3 separate regions of the Sus scrofa genome follow, and regions 1 and 3 are each linked to region 2. The links are chromatin contacts, called in public HiChIP or PLAC-seq and promoter capture Hi-C maps. All regions are on one chromosome and are shown on one strand. The core of a region is the stretch at or near the end of the contact, and the rest is flanking DNA. Distances in the headings are between cores, read along the strand shown.

Region 1 (4,085 bases), core at 1,067-3,566, 340 kb after region 2:
CACCGTCACCACGCTGGTGCCCACGGCCGCATCCTCATTGAGCCGCACCGTGTACTCGGGTTGGGTAAAGGTCGGGTTGTTGTCGTTGACATCCAGGATGGTCACGCTGACACTGGCCGAGGCAGTGAGGGTAGGGGTGCCGTGGTCTCGGGCTTCAACTCCAAAGCTGTAGAAATCAACTTCTTCCCGGTCCAGCTCAGCAGCCACAGAGATCCAGCCTGTGCCATTGTTGATGGTGAAGGGGAAGTCGTGCCCGACCCCTGCCAGGCGGTATTCCAGGCGGGCATTGTCACCAGCATCAGCATCGATGGCCTGAACATGGAGAACCAAGTAGCCTAAGGGGACACTCTCCAGGACAGTAGCCTGGAAGGGGGTGCTGACAAAGATAGGGGCATTGTCATTGATATCCAGGACCTGCACTGTCACTAGGCCAGAGACGTTTGAGAGAGGGGGGCGGCCACCATCCTGTGCCCGAACCCGTAAGGTGTATTCCTTGGTTGTCTCATAGTCAAGAGGGCTCACCACATCCAGAGCGCCAGTCTGGGCATCTAAGTAAAACTGTCCCCGAGCATTGCCACTCATGATGCTGTAGTGCACCAGGGCATTGCTGCCCTTGTCTCTATCCGAGGCTGTGACCCGAAGTACCAGGGCTCCTGGGGTCACGTCCTCCCATACCTGGACCACATAGCGCTTCTCACTGAACTGGGGGGCATTGTCATTATCATCCTCCACAGACAGGAAAACAGCAGCTGTGGCACTCCGTGGACCAGGGTCCCGACCCTGGTCACTTGCTTCCACTGTCAACTGGTAGGATTCCACCTCTTCCCGATCCACTGGGCCTCGGGTTCGGATCACCCCAGAGCGAGGGTCAATCTCAAAGACTTCAGAGGGCCCGCCCCCAGGGCCCTCCAGCAAGCGGTACAGAATATTGGCATTGGGAGGGGCATCACCATCTGTGGCTCTGACAGTGAGAACCTCATAGCCAACCTCCAGGTTCTCCCTGAGGCTCTCCTTATACTCCAGCTGCTCAAAAACTGGGTCATGATCATTGGTGTCAGTCACCAGGATGGTGAGCGTGGCCAGGGCACTGCGTCGGGGCATGCCGTGATCCTGTGCCGTGACCCTGAAGACATGGGTGCTCTTGGTCTCACGATCCAGCTCCTCGACTGTGGTTACTGCACCGGTGACTGGGTCCAGGGAGAAGAAATGGTTGGAGCGGCTATCGAAGAGGGCATCCATAGTGTACTCAAGCCGACCTGCCTCACCCTCATCCGGGTCGATGGCCCGCAGAGATGCCACAGGAGTACCTGCTGGCTGATTCTCGGGCACTGTGGCCTGGTAGCTGGGGGGCTGGAACTGGGGGGCTGTATTCACATTCCTTTTCCGACGCCCACCCATGGACTCTTCTGCCGAGCTGTCCCCTGCCCTGAACCCTGGAGTCTGCACTAGCTTACAAGACTGGCATCTCAGCCGCGGGGCCTTTAAACACAGGTGCTCATGAGGCAGGGTGAGCTTGCCCTGTGAGGAAAGGTGGCCTCCAATGCCCAGAAGACGACAGCTCCAGGGGCAGCCTTCCCGGGCTGGCGGCAGGGGGATGTGGGCCCCAGATTCTGGACACCAGACCCTCAGGCCATCGTGGTGGGGCACCAGATGGCCAGTCAGTTCGGTCCCCGCATCCCTGCAGCGGCTGGTGTAGAGCCAGAGGTTCGAGGATGAGTCTGGACAGAGCCAGCCCACGGGGGCGCAAGCCCCCGAGGAGCCGCGTCCCCCGGGCCCCAGGGAACGACAGGGCCCCACTTGGTCTCCCAGCAGTGGCCGCAGCAGCAGCAGCAGCAGCAGTAGCAGCAGCGGCGGCAGCGGCGTTGGAAGGGGGGCGCGGGCCGCCGGGCTCCGCATCTCTCCCACTTCCCGGCCGGCCGGGTCAACGGCGGCGGCGGCTCCTCCTCCCGCTCCTGCCGGCCCCGCCGCGCCTCATGCCCAGGCCGGGGCGCCAGTCCCCGGGGTCCACTCGTGCGCCCCGCAGGGCCTGCTCCTTAATGCCTCAACAGGGCCTGGCGCTGCGCGCTCCCACGCGCCCCGGCTCCCACCGTTCCCCGAGCCGGGCCCGCGACCCGGGTCACCCCGACCACCACCGGCTGGCGCGGCGCCTCTACTTGCACACCCGGCTCTCTCCACCTGCGCCCGCGGGCCCCGCGCCCTTGGCCCTGCCGGTCCCCCGGTCCTTGGAGTGCCCCTCGCCCCCGCGGGATAGCCCACCTGCGCCCGCGGAGCTTTGCACCCGGACCCTGGCCGGGACCCGGCCGCCCCTGACGGCCCCGCGCCGCCCGCTCGTGCCCCGCGTCCCCGCCGGCGCTGCCGCTGCTGTCGCCGCGGCCCCGGGCCCAGCCCCACGCTCCCTCGCCTTCCAGGCTGGCGGGCGGGCGAGCTCTGCAGAGCGGTGGCGGCGGCGGCGGCGGCTCATTACCATAGACCTGCTCGCGCCGCCGCCGCCTTAAAGTGGCGATGCCAGCCGCACCAAAGGAGGTGGGCCCCGCCCAGCTTCCTCCTCCGCAAGAGTCTCTAGAATTCCCGCAGTCCAGACGCCCCTGCCCCTAACGAACCGCACCCCAGGCCTGCCCCTGGGCCGATGCCAGATCCCTACAATAGTCTAGAGAGAAATTAATCAGAAGCCAGACAGCAATGATAATAATGGTGGCAGTAACCCCTAAGTATGCTTAGGGGTTTTCAAAATATTTTGAAGGGCTCTCAGACCGTGTGTCCACCTCACACCGCTCAGAAAGGCTGGATGTTGCTAGCTGCTGAGAAGAGCCCTTGTGGCTGTCCCCTCCACAGCTCTCGGGTCAGACTGAGCTAAAATGGCCCTGCTCAATAGTATAAAGTCTCCCCCACCGCCCAGAGAAACACTCTGTTTCCCTGGGAACACACAGAAAGGTCCTGAGCCCCTCTCCCCAACCTCCACCCCTACCCTGACCCGGACCCCTACCCCTACCCCTACCCCTCGCCTTGGCAAAGCTGTGATCTAATCAGGCTGCCCCCCTTGGGGTCCAGCTGCAGAATGCAGTGCAGAATGATGACCCCAGCCTCAATTCCGAGGCCACCTGGGCTTTTCTGGGGGAGGTAAGCCAGGAGTGTCAGAGCCAAAGCCAGCTGGTATAAACACACTTAGCTGCTTCTGAGGCCTAGAGAGGGTGAAACTTGTACAGGTCATGAGGCTGTGCTAGGGGTGGAGCCAAGTTTTAACACAGGTTCCCCAGTCCTAGACTGCTCCATCAGGGCCTCTTGTCTGAATAGATGCCCTCTTGCCAGCTCCGTCCTTCCCCGGACGGACGGGGAACTGTGGGAGCCAACCATGGGAGCAGCACAAGGCTGAGGCTGGTGGTGAGAGGGCTGGCCTAGGGAGGAGGCCAGGGCTTTTCTCCTCCAAGCCCACCACCCTCTAGCTTTGGGACACCTTGGTCAAATGCTTGTGCCTCAGTTTCTTTTAGTAAAATGAGGGGATTGAAAAGCTCCAGAATTTCTTTTCTTCTTTTTTCTTTTTTTTTGTCTTTTTGCCTTTTCTAGGGCCACTCCCGTGGCATATGGAGGTTCCCAGGGCTAGGGGTTGAATTGGAGCTGTTGCTGCTGGCCTACACCACAGCCACAGCAACGCCAGATCCGAGCCACATCTGCGACCTACACCACAGCTCACGGCAATGCTGGATCCTTAACCCACTGAGCAAGGCCAGGGATAGAACTCACAACCTCATGATTCCTAGTAGGATTCATTTCCACTGCGCTAAGATGGGAACTCCCAGAATTTCAAAAACATATTTAGCAGTAGAATTCTTTATTTCAAGTGAAATCTAAAAAGAAGCCCAAGAGTTCCTGTTGTGGCTCAGTGGTAATGAACCCGACTAGTACCTGTGAGCACGAGGTTTCAATCTCTGGCCCTGCTCAGTGGGTTAAGGATCCAAGATCGCCATGAGCTGTGGTGTGGGTCGCAGACGTGGCTCAGGTCCTGAGTGGCTGTGGCTGTGGTGTAGGCCGGGAGCTACAGCTCGGATTTGACCCCTAGCCCAGGAACTTCCATGTGCCGAGGGTGCAGC
Region 2 (4,484 bases), core at 1,430-3,929:
TGCTGGTCCCTTCACCCAGGGTCTGTGCTACAGCAACACACACACACACACACACACACACACACACACACAGGGCATACTGACCAAGAGCCAGAGGGGACTACGTCCCATCCACTCCCACCAACTCCAAGATTCTGGCCAACCTGTCTACCCACTTGACCGAAGCCCCTCACTCACTGCCAAGGCTTTGACCGGCAAGTATCAGATGTTCCCACCACATGACTGCTCAAAGGTATACAGCCCTAGCCCCCGGGGACACACCCTCTGGAGACACAGACCTGGGCACAGGGAACACAGCCCCCCGGCGCAGTACAGAACTCAGGCCAGCATCTGTAGTAGCATAAGAAAAACTGAAGGTAGGCGTATGAAAAATCAGGCTGTAAGTACAGACAGCTGCTGAGGGGGAACACAGGCTTGATCTGGTCACCAAAGTGGGGGTGTCTTCCCTCAGCCACAAGGTCTGGGGCAGCAGGTGGCAGGTAGCTAGCCCTTAGCAAGCACAGACCCAGGCAGCTGAGCCCTCAGGGAGACGGGCACAGCCATACCACACTGCCTGCTCCAAATAATGCGGAGATGCCTACTGGAGTGGGAGCCGAACCAAAGGGTACAGGATTACACGCAGGCAGGCAGTGGCCCCAGCCCAAGCCCCAACATGGGCCGGATCCAAGGACACCCCACACTTCTGAGGAAGCTCACAAGACAGACCAGGAATGAACAAACTGTGAACGATAGATACAGTTGGGCCCCCAGGCCCAGGATGCCTGGGGACGGTAAGTGGGTCCCAATGTCAGAGCCCCGGTAAGAGGATTTGAGATCTGGGATCCTGGAAAGAGGAACTAACCGCAGCAGGATAGCCTGAGCCTGCCTGGTAAAGACACAGCTGCCAGGAGTGTGGCCAGTCGGCCAACCAGTCAGTCCCACGCATCCCCCACTCCATTCACACACGCTCCACATGCAAACAGTCTTAGCACATCCACACGCTGACACGTGTGCAAATACACCTCTTGCTGCACCCACACCCACACCCACTCCTCGTTACACAGGACAGCATCCCCGACATAGAAACCCAGCACCCTCCACCCCACCTCCCTCCCCACACCACCTCCCAAGCCCGCTGTCCTTGGGAACTGGGCAAGGGGCACCACCGCAGAGCGGGTGCAGGAGAAGCCCCCCTCCTCGGAGGACCAGTGGCCTGGGCAAGGGGGAGTGGGGCGGCAGAGCCAGCCCGAGGCCAGGAAGCACACACTCACCTGGCACTGCAGAGGAAACCTGCAGGCTGGCCCGCTTCTTAAAGGGATATTTGGCAGTGGGTTTGCCGGGGCCAGATGAATAGGATGCCATGGCTCCAGCCGCGGAGATGGCGGGGGGAGTCTGAGCCGCACCAGCTGGGCCTGGCTCTGCCACATCCAACCCCTTTCTCTGCCCCGCCCCCAGCGGGAGTGACTGATGCAGGAAGCAGAGGCCCCGCCAGCGGAAGAGGCCCTGGCCACGATTTCTGATGTTGTCTAGGCAACCTCGGGGGCGGGGGGGCCTCCATCCCCTCCTCTCCTCAGTCCCCAGAGTGACAGAGTGACGTGACTGAGGATAGCTGGGCCTGCGGAGTGGAGGTGAGGCAACGAGATGGGGCAGGGCCAGCCCTAGCACTCCACCAACCCCATCCGAGCCCTTGTCCCTTGCCAGGGCTCTGGAGCAAAAGAGTCAAAGTCCAGGCTAACTGGTCCAGCCAGCCTGGGAGAAAAAAATAATGATAAAGAGGGGTCCCCAAGCTCAGAACACTTTCTGAGCAGGCGGACTCTATGAAGACCCAGCCCCTCTGGGAGCAGAGTCCTCTCATATCCTCTGACACACACACACACACACACCCCACCCGGCCAAAGGGCCAGCCCACCTCTGGGAGGATGAGGTCGAACTGAGAATCCCAGCCCAGCAGGGAGGAGCCTGTCTTAGGAAAATTCCACTGTCCAGCAGAAGCTACCCTGTAGGAAGGCAGGAAGGCTGCGAAGCAAGGGCTTCTGGGGGTCTGGTAAAGAGACCCCAGCCGCTTCTGACTTTCCCTTCTGTCTTTCCACGCTCAGGCTCTGCTGTCCAGGCCCTCCCCCAGGAGAAGCTGGCTGCCTCCCCTAGGTCTGCAGGTTGTGCCCACCCTCTTGTCACTCTGACCACTGCTCTTCTCTGTCCCAGAGACCCTGCCCCCCACACCCCACTCACCTGAGGCCATGCTGCTCGAGCCCTGTGCGGTACCGGGGAGTCTGCTCGCCAGGGTCTACACCGCCGGGAAGCCAGGTGGCGAGGAAAGGGAAGAGGGCTGGGGTCCAGACCCCGCCAAGTCGCTCTAAGGACCCCTGCCCTGGCACTAAGATGGAAGGAGTAAAGCAGTCCTTCAAAATTGCCGGCAGGTGGGAGGCAGATCCCTGCCGACCTGGGCCGCGGCACCGGCCTTAGAGACCCCGGAGTCCCACCCCCGGGCCCCGCACTCGAGAGGCAGGCAGGCCACGTGCTCCCCAGAGAGCGGGACCCGGAACTCGTCTGGGTTTCTCTCCACACTTTCTGGGTATGCGGGGTCGGACTCCGGTAGCTGCACTGTGGGGGAGTCACGCAACAAGTGTGACCCCACCGAAACCTCGCCAGCGCCGGCGCGCGTCTCTGCGGCCCCGCCGGGTCCGTGGCCCCGCCCCTTTCCGACCCGCCCCCGCCAGCCGGCCCCGCCCCCGCCCTTTTTCCTCTTCCCGGAGCCACGTGGGCAGCAGCCACTCGGCATCGGCCCGGCAGCGTCTTGGGCAAGTTCTGTGCGTCAGCTTCCTCACCCGTAAAATCAGATGGGGTAATCGCGGTGCCTCATTCAAAAGGGTTATTGTGAGGATTAAACGTTAAAACACCTTTGCACGGTGCCTGGCACAAAGCCAGAGCCCAATAAAAGATAGCTCTTATTATTGTTCTGGGATTCTCTTTTAGCAGAGGCCCTAGCCGGCGTTCTTAATCTAGGTCGTCGGTTTTCTTACACAGGCAGGCGGAGCTAGGCAGGGGGGGCCCTGCAATTCTGGCTCCCTTTCCCACATTTATTTCTATATTTATTGGTTGAGAGCGTAGGTTCTGTAGCCAGAATGCCTGGGTTCAATTCCAGACTCCTTCCTGACTGCCGCTGGGATGTTATTAACTTCTCTGTGCTTTCATTTTCTCTGTAAGAAGAGTGTGAGAGACCCTGCTTTAGATGGTTGTTTTTAGGATAAATGAATAGAAGTGAAGTGCTTAGAACAGTGCTTGGCTTGTAATTACCACTAAGTTAATGATAGTTATCATGGATCTGTCCTTGGCCTTGGTCCCCTGTTGCCACTCTCACGGTTCATTCACCTTGCAGCCGGTAAAGAACTGCAGATACCTCGCCCAACCAGCACCCCTACTCACAAGTGGCAGAGGATCCTACCTAAAGGAAAGCTGGGGGCCAGTGGGGCGGCGGCTGCAGCGGGGAGAAGGCCTGATAAGGTCTCTGGACATAATTAAGCATATTAGCAGCAATTTCTCTTTTCCTGATCTCTTTGCCTCGTGGGAGCCCTTTGACCCCACACGCCCACTTGTACTAATGCTGTTTGCCCAGCTCCTCCCAGTTCTCACCACCTCCACAGCCAAATTCCCTCCCAAACTCTGCCTCCCCCACTCCTCTCCAGGCTGGATTGTGAACCCTGAACCCTGTTCTCTCCCTACATATGGTTCTGCCTCCATTGATCCCTACCTCCTGCTCCTCACCCAGAACAAACCGGAAAAGCCATGGCCTCCATAAGCAAAGGGACGGAGGGAGTTCACCCCACAAAGAAGCAATAAAACCAAAAATAGAACAAGAAGATACCATGTTTACCCATCAAATTAGCAAAGATTAAAGGAAAAAAAACGTTGCCAAGAGGGAGGAGGGAGTGGGATGGACTGGGAGTCTGGGGTTAATAGATGCAAACTATTGCCTTTGGAATGGATAAGCAATGAGATCCTGCCTCATAGCACTGGGAACTATATCTAGTCACTTGTGATGGAGCGTGATGGAGAATAATGTGAGAAAAAGAAGGTATATATGACTGGGTCACTTTGCTGTACAATAGAAAATTGACAGAACACTGTAAACCAACTGTAATGGAAAAAATAAAAATCATTTTTAAAAAAATAAAGGGAAAAAACTCCTAAAGCAGGCAAGGGTGTAATGAGATGGGACATGCAAAAAAAAAAAAAAAAAAAAAGTTTCATATTGTTTGACCCAGGAATTTCACTTAAAGGAAACTGTTCTCAAAAGAGCTACCAGAAAAAATACACACAAAGTTGTTCATAACTACAGTGTTTATCACATAGAAAGTTTGGAAACTAAAAAGTCCAAAACACAGATGTGTTTAAATGATGTCATATGAGTGCAATGAAATACAACAATCAAAAATTGTTTTTGAAGAATTTCTTTTTTTTTTTTTTTTTTTTTTGTCTTTTTGTCTTTTTGTCTTTTCCAGGGCTGC
Region 3 (4,234 bases), core at 836-3,335, 310 kb after region 2:
ATTGGACAAGACCTCCAAACACAGGTAATCTTTCTGCATTCAAGAACTGCACTGGAATCCTGAAGTTTTCTTTTTTCCTTTTTTTTTTTTTTTTAAGGGCTGCAGGTGTGGCATACAGAAGCTCCCAGGCTAGGGGTCTAATCAGGGCAACAGCTGCTGGTCTATGCCAGAGCCACGGCAACGCCACGTCTGAGCCGCATCTGTGACCTACACCACAGCTCATGGCAACCCTGGATCCTTAACCCACTGACCGAGGCCAGGGATCCAACCCGCAACCTCATGGTTCCTAGTCGGATTGGTTTCCACTGTGCCATGATGGGAACGCCTATTTATCCAAAATATTTTTAACACCTATTCACACATATCATTTTGGGGTTCAGCTGAGGGGGACATATATTTCCCAGGTGAATGGCCTTATGCTGAATGAAGAATTCTTGTGCCTGAAATCTACATTGTCATTCTGATGGAAGAAAGGAGATCCACTGCTTTTTTTTTTTTTTTTTTTTTTTTTGCAACAGCTTTCAAAATCATAATTTGGTGATAGAAAATTAGAGATGTGGAGTTCCCATGGTGGCACAGTGGTTAACGAATCCGACTAGAAACCATGAGGTTGCGGGTTCAGTCCCTGCCCTTGCTCAGTGGGTTAACGATCCAGCATTGCCGTGAGCTGTGGTGTAGGTTGCAGACGAGGCTCGGATCCTGAGTTGCTGCGCCTCTGGCGTAGGCTGGCGGCTACAGCACCAATTCAACCCCAAGCCTGGGAACCTCCATATGCCGCGGGAGCGGCCCAAGAAATAGCAAAAAGACCAAAAAAAAAAAAAAAAAAAAATTAGAGATGAATTTCCTTAGGAGAGAGAAACTTTTGTTTGCTAAAACTGTCTCCTCCACTTACCTGAAGGTGGGTGAAGGATTTCCCTACTCCGGCTCGCTGCTCCTAGGGGAAAAAGGAATGCAGTTAATTAAGAGTTTCTTTCCCTCTGATCTCCACCTGCCACTACCTGCCAGGAGAGAAGGGGAGCTACTGGCACAGGTTTTCCCACCTCCAAACAATCTGAGCCCTACAAGCAATTAAAATTCCACCTTCAGCAGAAAACCTATGGAAAAAGAGGCAAGCCTCTTCTCTGAGCTCTTCCTCACATCAACTTGCAACTTCTCAGCCTCCCCACCCTTTCCCTTATCAAGCCACTAAATTCCAAGGCTGCTCTGCTTCCTGTGGCATTTCTCACAGTAACACCTCACTCCTGCAAACCTCACCACCTGAACTTGACAACTAAAAACTAAGAGGTAAACAGAAAGCCTATAATGGTCATAAACTCTGGAGACTAAAAGCTCAGGCTCTTTGTTTTCGAGAAAGCTCTTCAACCACTCTTCCAGGGCCTTTTAACTTAAAATGTTTAGAACCTTTCTAAGAAGCTCAGTTAACTGGTAGCCCAGTCTATTCACAGGCAACCCTTGGAAACAACAAAGAAAATCCCTAATAAGGAGGCCTAAGCTTTTTTACAAACACAGCTTTTAATTTAGAGGAAGCAAGTCACCAACACTACCCTCAAAAGCCTCCGAGGCACAAGGTATAAAACATGGTGTGTTCATAATTATCCTCCTAACCATGTCCTACTGTGACGGCCACGATCCTCCTAGATAAGCGAGGGGTCAAATATAAACGCTGCCAGGTCAAATATGCTCCATATACTTGTCAACAGAGGAGCCACGGTTGCATCTGAAGCCAAACTTCCCTGTCTGAAAAGCCTGTTTTCTTCATACCTCAAGATGCCACAGGTTCCTAAAGTTCTTGCCTAAAAAGTCGATGGAAGATGTACTTCTTAGAGAACCTCAGTATACCTAAGGTATAAAGTTTGGTTGCTTCCGTAAACTTGGAAAAAATCACAACTGAGGGCCCTGGCTACCACGGCGCTTCCGAAAAGAGCCCCCGGACGAACTTCCTCAGGCAGAGCGTTAGCTTTGGGGCCGACGGCCGTGAGGGGCGTCAGAACCCAGCCCCGCCCAGCACGAGGAGGGGGCGGAGAAGGGGGGGGGGCCGGCCGGGAGCGAGGCTCTCACTCATTGGTCCGTTCCCTCGCGCGCCGCCGCGAGGTCCCGCCCCTCGCAGGCCCCGCTCCCGGAGGGTAGCCCTGAGAGGTCTTCCCCGCTCGCGCGCGCGCGCGCTCGCGGCCTCCCTGCTCCAGGCCTCCCGGCTTTAGCTCTCCGGATGGAGCCTTTCTTGGAACGGCTCTTCGCCTGGTTCCCACCTGCAGACTTCCGGCCGGCGGCCCCCTCCGCCGCCCCGCCCCACGAGGGCGGGAGATGCTGGCCGCCACCAATCATGAGTGCGCATGGTAGGAGAGGGTGGGGCCTGAGAGATTCGAAAGGAGCCCCGCCCCCTCGGAGCTGATTCCCGGGACTAGGTTGTGGAAGGAAAGCACCTTCCGCAGGAGGTGAGGCGGAACGGAAAGTAGAAATAGGGTGGGCTGCCGGCGTGGAAGGGATGTGGTGCCGCGGGGAGTAGAAAGGTGGCTTGGAGAGAGGAAGAACCAGAGAATGGTCGCGGAGAGGGAGATGGGGGGGCGTAGACCGCCCTGCGAGGAGAGGTCGGGTCGCAGGGGGCGGGGGCCGCCGTGCGCAGGGACATTGGAGTGTGGAGGTACGTGTCTGGACCTGTCCCGGAGATAACAGGGGTGGTTTACTGGAGCAAGTGCTGCTCTCGGGATGCTTGCTTCACCTCCAAGCACGACCCCTTGCAGCCTAGCTGGGCCTAGCTGGGAGGCCTTGGGCAGAATGGAGACCTGAGGGGAGGTATTTTTCTCTCCAGCTCAAGTCTAAGCTGATTCTTGCTTCTCTGGAACATGGAAGGTTTAGAAGAAGGTAAGGAAACCCTGGAGGGAAGAATGAGGCCCTGTGATTGAGAGCCGTGTTTGGGACCCAAGGCTGTATTTCTTCTTTCCTCCCCTACAGATGTAAAGTTTATAGTGGATGAGACCTTGGACTTTGGGGGGCTGTCACCATCTGACAGGTAGTAGACTCTTTATCCTACTTACTTTGCTTCCACAATGCTTGTCTTTAACTTTTACTGGCCTCGGGTCTGGATTGGGAATTTAGCAAGATTGGGTGCACTGAGGATTCTGGGTAGCTGGTTGACTTGGGCCCCTTGTGACACGACTGGGGGAGGGGAGAAGGGATAAGCTGGAATGAGATTGCAGGGTGTTAAGTAGAAGGGTAAGTAGATTTGCCGCATCTTCATCCTGACATAATTTCCAATGTCAGAAAATGCTGAAGGCCTCATAGAACCAGGTGTCTCATCAGGTAGATCTCACAGCCAGCAGGGACATCAGGGTTGGGGTTGTGGCTCTGGCTCAGACGTGGGGGCTTTGCCCAGTCTCCTTCTCTCTAACGTGTGGGCATGGTGTTCGGTTTGTTTTCTGCGTCAGTCGAGAGGAAGAAGATATAGCAGTGTTGGCGACTCCAGAGAAACCTGTCCGACGAGGCCTCTCTCATCGAAGTGACCCGAATGCTGTGGTCCCCGCCCCCCAGGGTCTGAGGCTCAGCTTAGGCCCCCTCAGCCCAGAGAAGCTGGAAGAAATCCTCGATGAGGCCAATCGGTTAGCAGCTCAGCTGGAGCAGTGTGCCCTGCAGGAGCGAGAGAACACGGGCGAGGGCCCAGTGCCTCGAAGAGTGAAGCCCAGCCCTCGGCGGGAGACCTTTGTGCTCAAGGACAGTCCTGTCCGAGACCTGCTGCCCACGGTCAGCTCTCTGGCTCGGAGCACTCCCTCCCCCAGCAGCCTGACACCCCGCCTCCGCAGCAGTGACAGGAAGGGGTCAGTCAGGGCTCTTCGGACGACATCTGGAAAGAGGCCCCCCAGCGTGAAGAGGGTGAGTTTAGAGAGTTTGGGTTGATGTGTGCCCCTGGCACTGTTCATGACTCAGTACAGGTGTAGAGCAGTTTTCTTGTCAGTGAAATGGAAGTCACATTCTACCTCATTAAATTGTTGGAATTAAACGGGGTACCATGAGCAAAGCGCAGCACAGCGTCTGCAAAGCTCTATAACGTCTCTAATAAGCTCTCGATAAATGACATCGGAGGCGATGATGACGGTGTTGGCAGCTAACTGCTCTTCCTTATTGGGATCTAGGTGACTCTCCACCTCGATCCCTTAATCAACCAGCAGAACCGATTCTCTTTGCATCCTAGTGCCTTTTTTCCTCCCTCTCTTTGTGTTTCAGGAGTCGCCCACTTGCAGTC

The links. Promoter capture Hi-C pulls out the DNA fragments that hold promoters and counts their contacts. HiChIP or PLAC-seq counts read pairs in DNA pulled down with a chosen protein or histone mark.
Region 1: a promoter capture Hi-C map of liver shows a contact between it and region 2, with 2.9 times the contacts expected there. The contact joins the promoter of CELSR2 here to the promoter of AMPD2 in region 2. A contact is called at or near these places in 1 of 5 promoter capture datasets (liver) and 1 of 2 datasets of contacts at active chromatin or transcription factors (alveolar macrophages).
Region 3: an H3K27ac HiChIP or PLAC-seq map of alveolar macrophages shows a contact between it and region 2. The contact joins the promoter of PSRC1 here to the promoter of AMPD2 in region 2. A contact is called at or near these places in 1 of 47 Hi-C or Micro-C datasets (embryonic fibroblasts) and 1 of 2 datasets of contacts at active chromatin or transcription factors (alveolar macrophages).

What each region holds. Positions count from the first base shown.
Region 1 is chr4:110,843,038-110,847,122 of Sscrofa11.1, forward strand. CELSR2 (cadherin EGF LAG seven-pass G-type receptor 2) reads right to left here and starts at 2,317. Exons shown (of 35, transcript XM_021090085.1): 1 at 1-2,317. The coding sequence starts at 1,896.
Region 2 is chr4:110,502,444-110,506,927 of Sscrofa11.1, forward strand. AMPD2 (AMP deaminase 2) reads right to left here and starts at 2,680. Exons shown (of 18, transcript XM_021090067.1): 1 at 2,209-2,680. The coding sequence starts at 2,218.
Region 3 is chr4:110,811,224-110,815,457 of Sscrofa11.1, forward strand. PSRC1 (proline/serine-rich coiled-coil protein 1) reads left to right here and starts at 2,086. Exons shown (of 8, transcript XM_013997292.2): 1 at 2,086-2,432; 2 at 2,807-2,859; 3 at 2,950-3,007; 4 at 3,423-3,864; 5 at 4,216-4,234. The coding sequence starts at 2,841. It overlaps LOC110260358 (a long non-coding RNA gene), which reads right to left and starts at 2,028. Exons shown (of 4, transcript XR_002343531.1): 1 at 1,762-2,028; 2 at 893-934.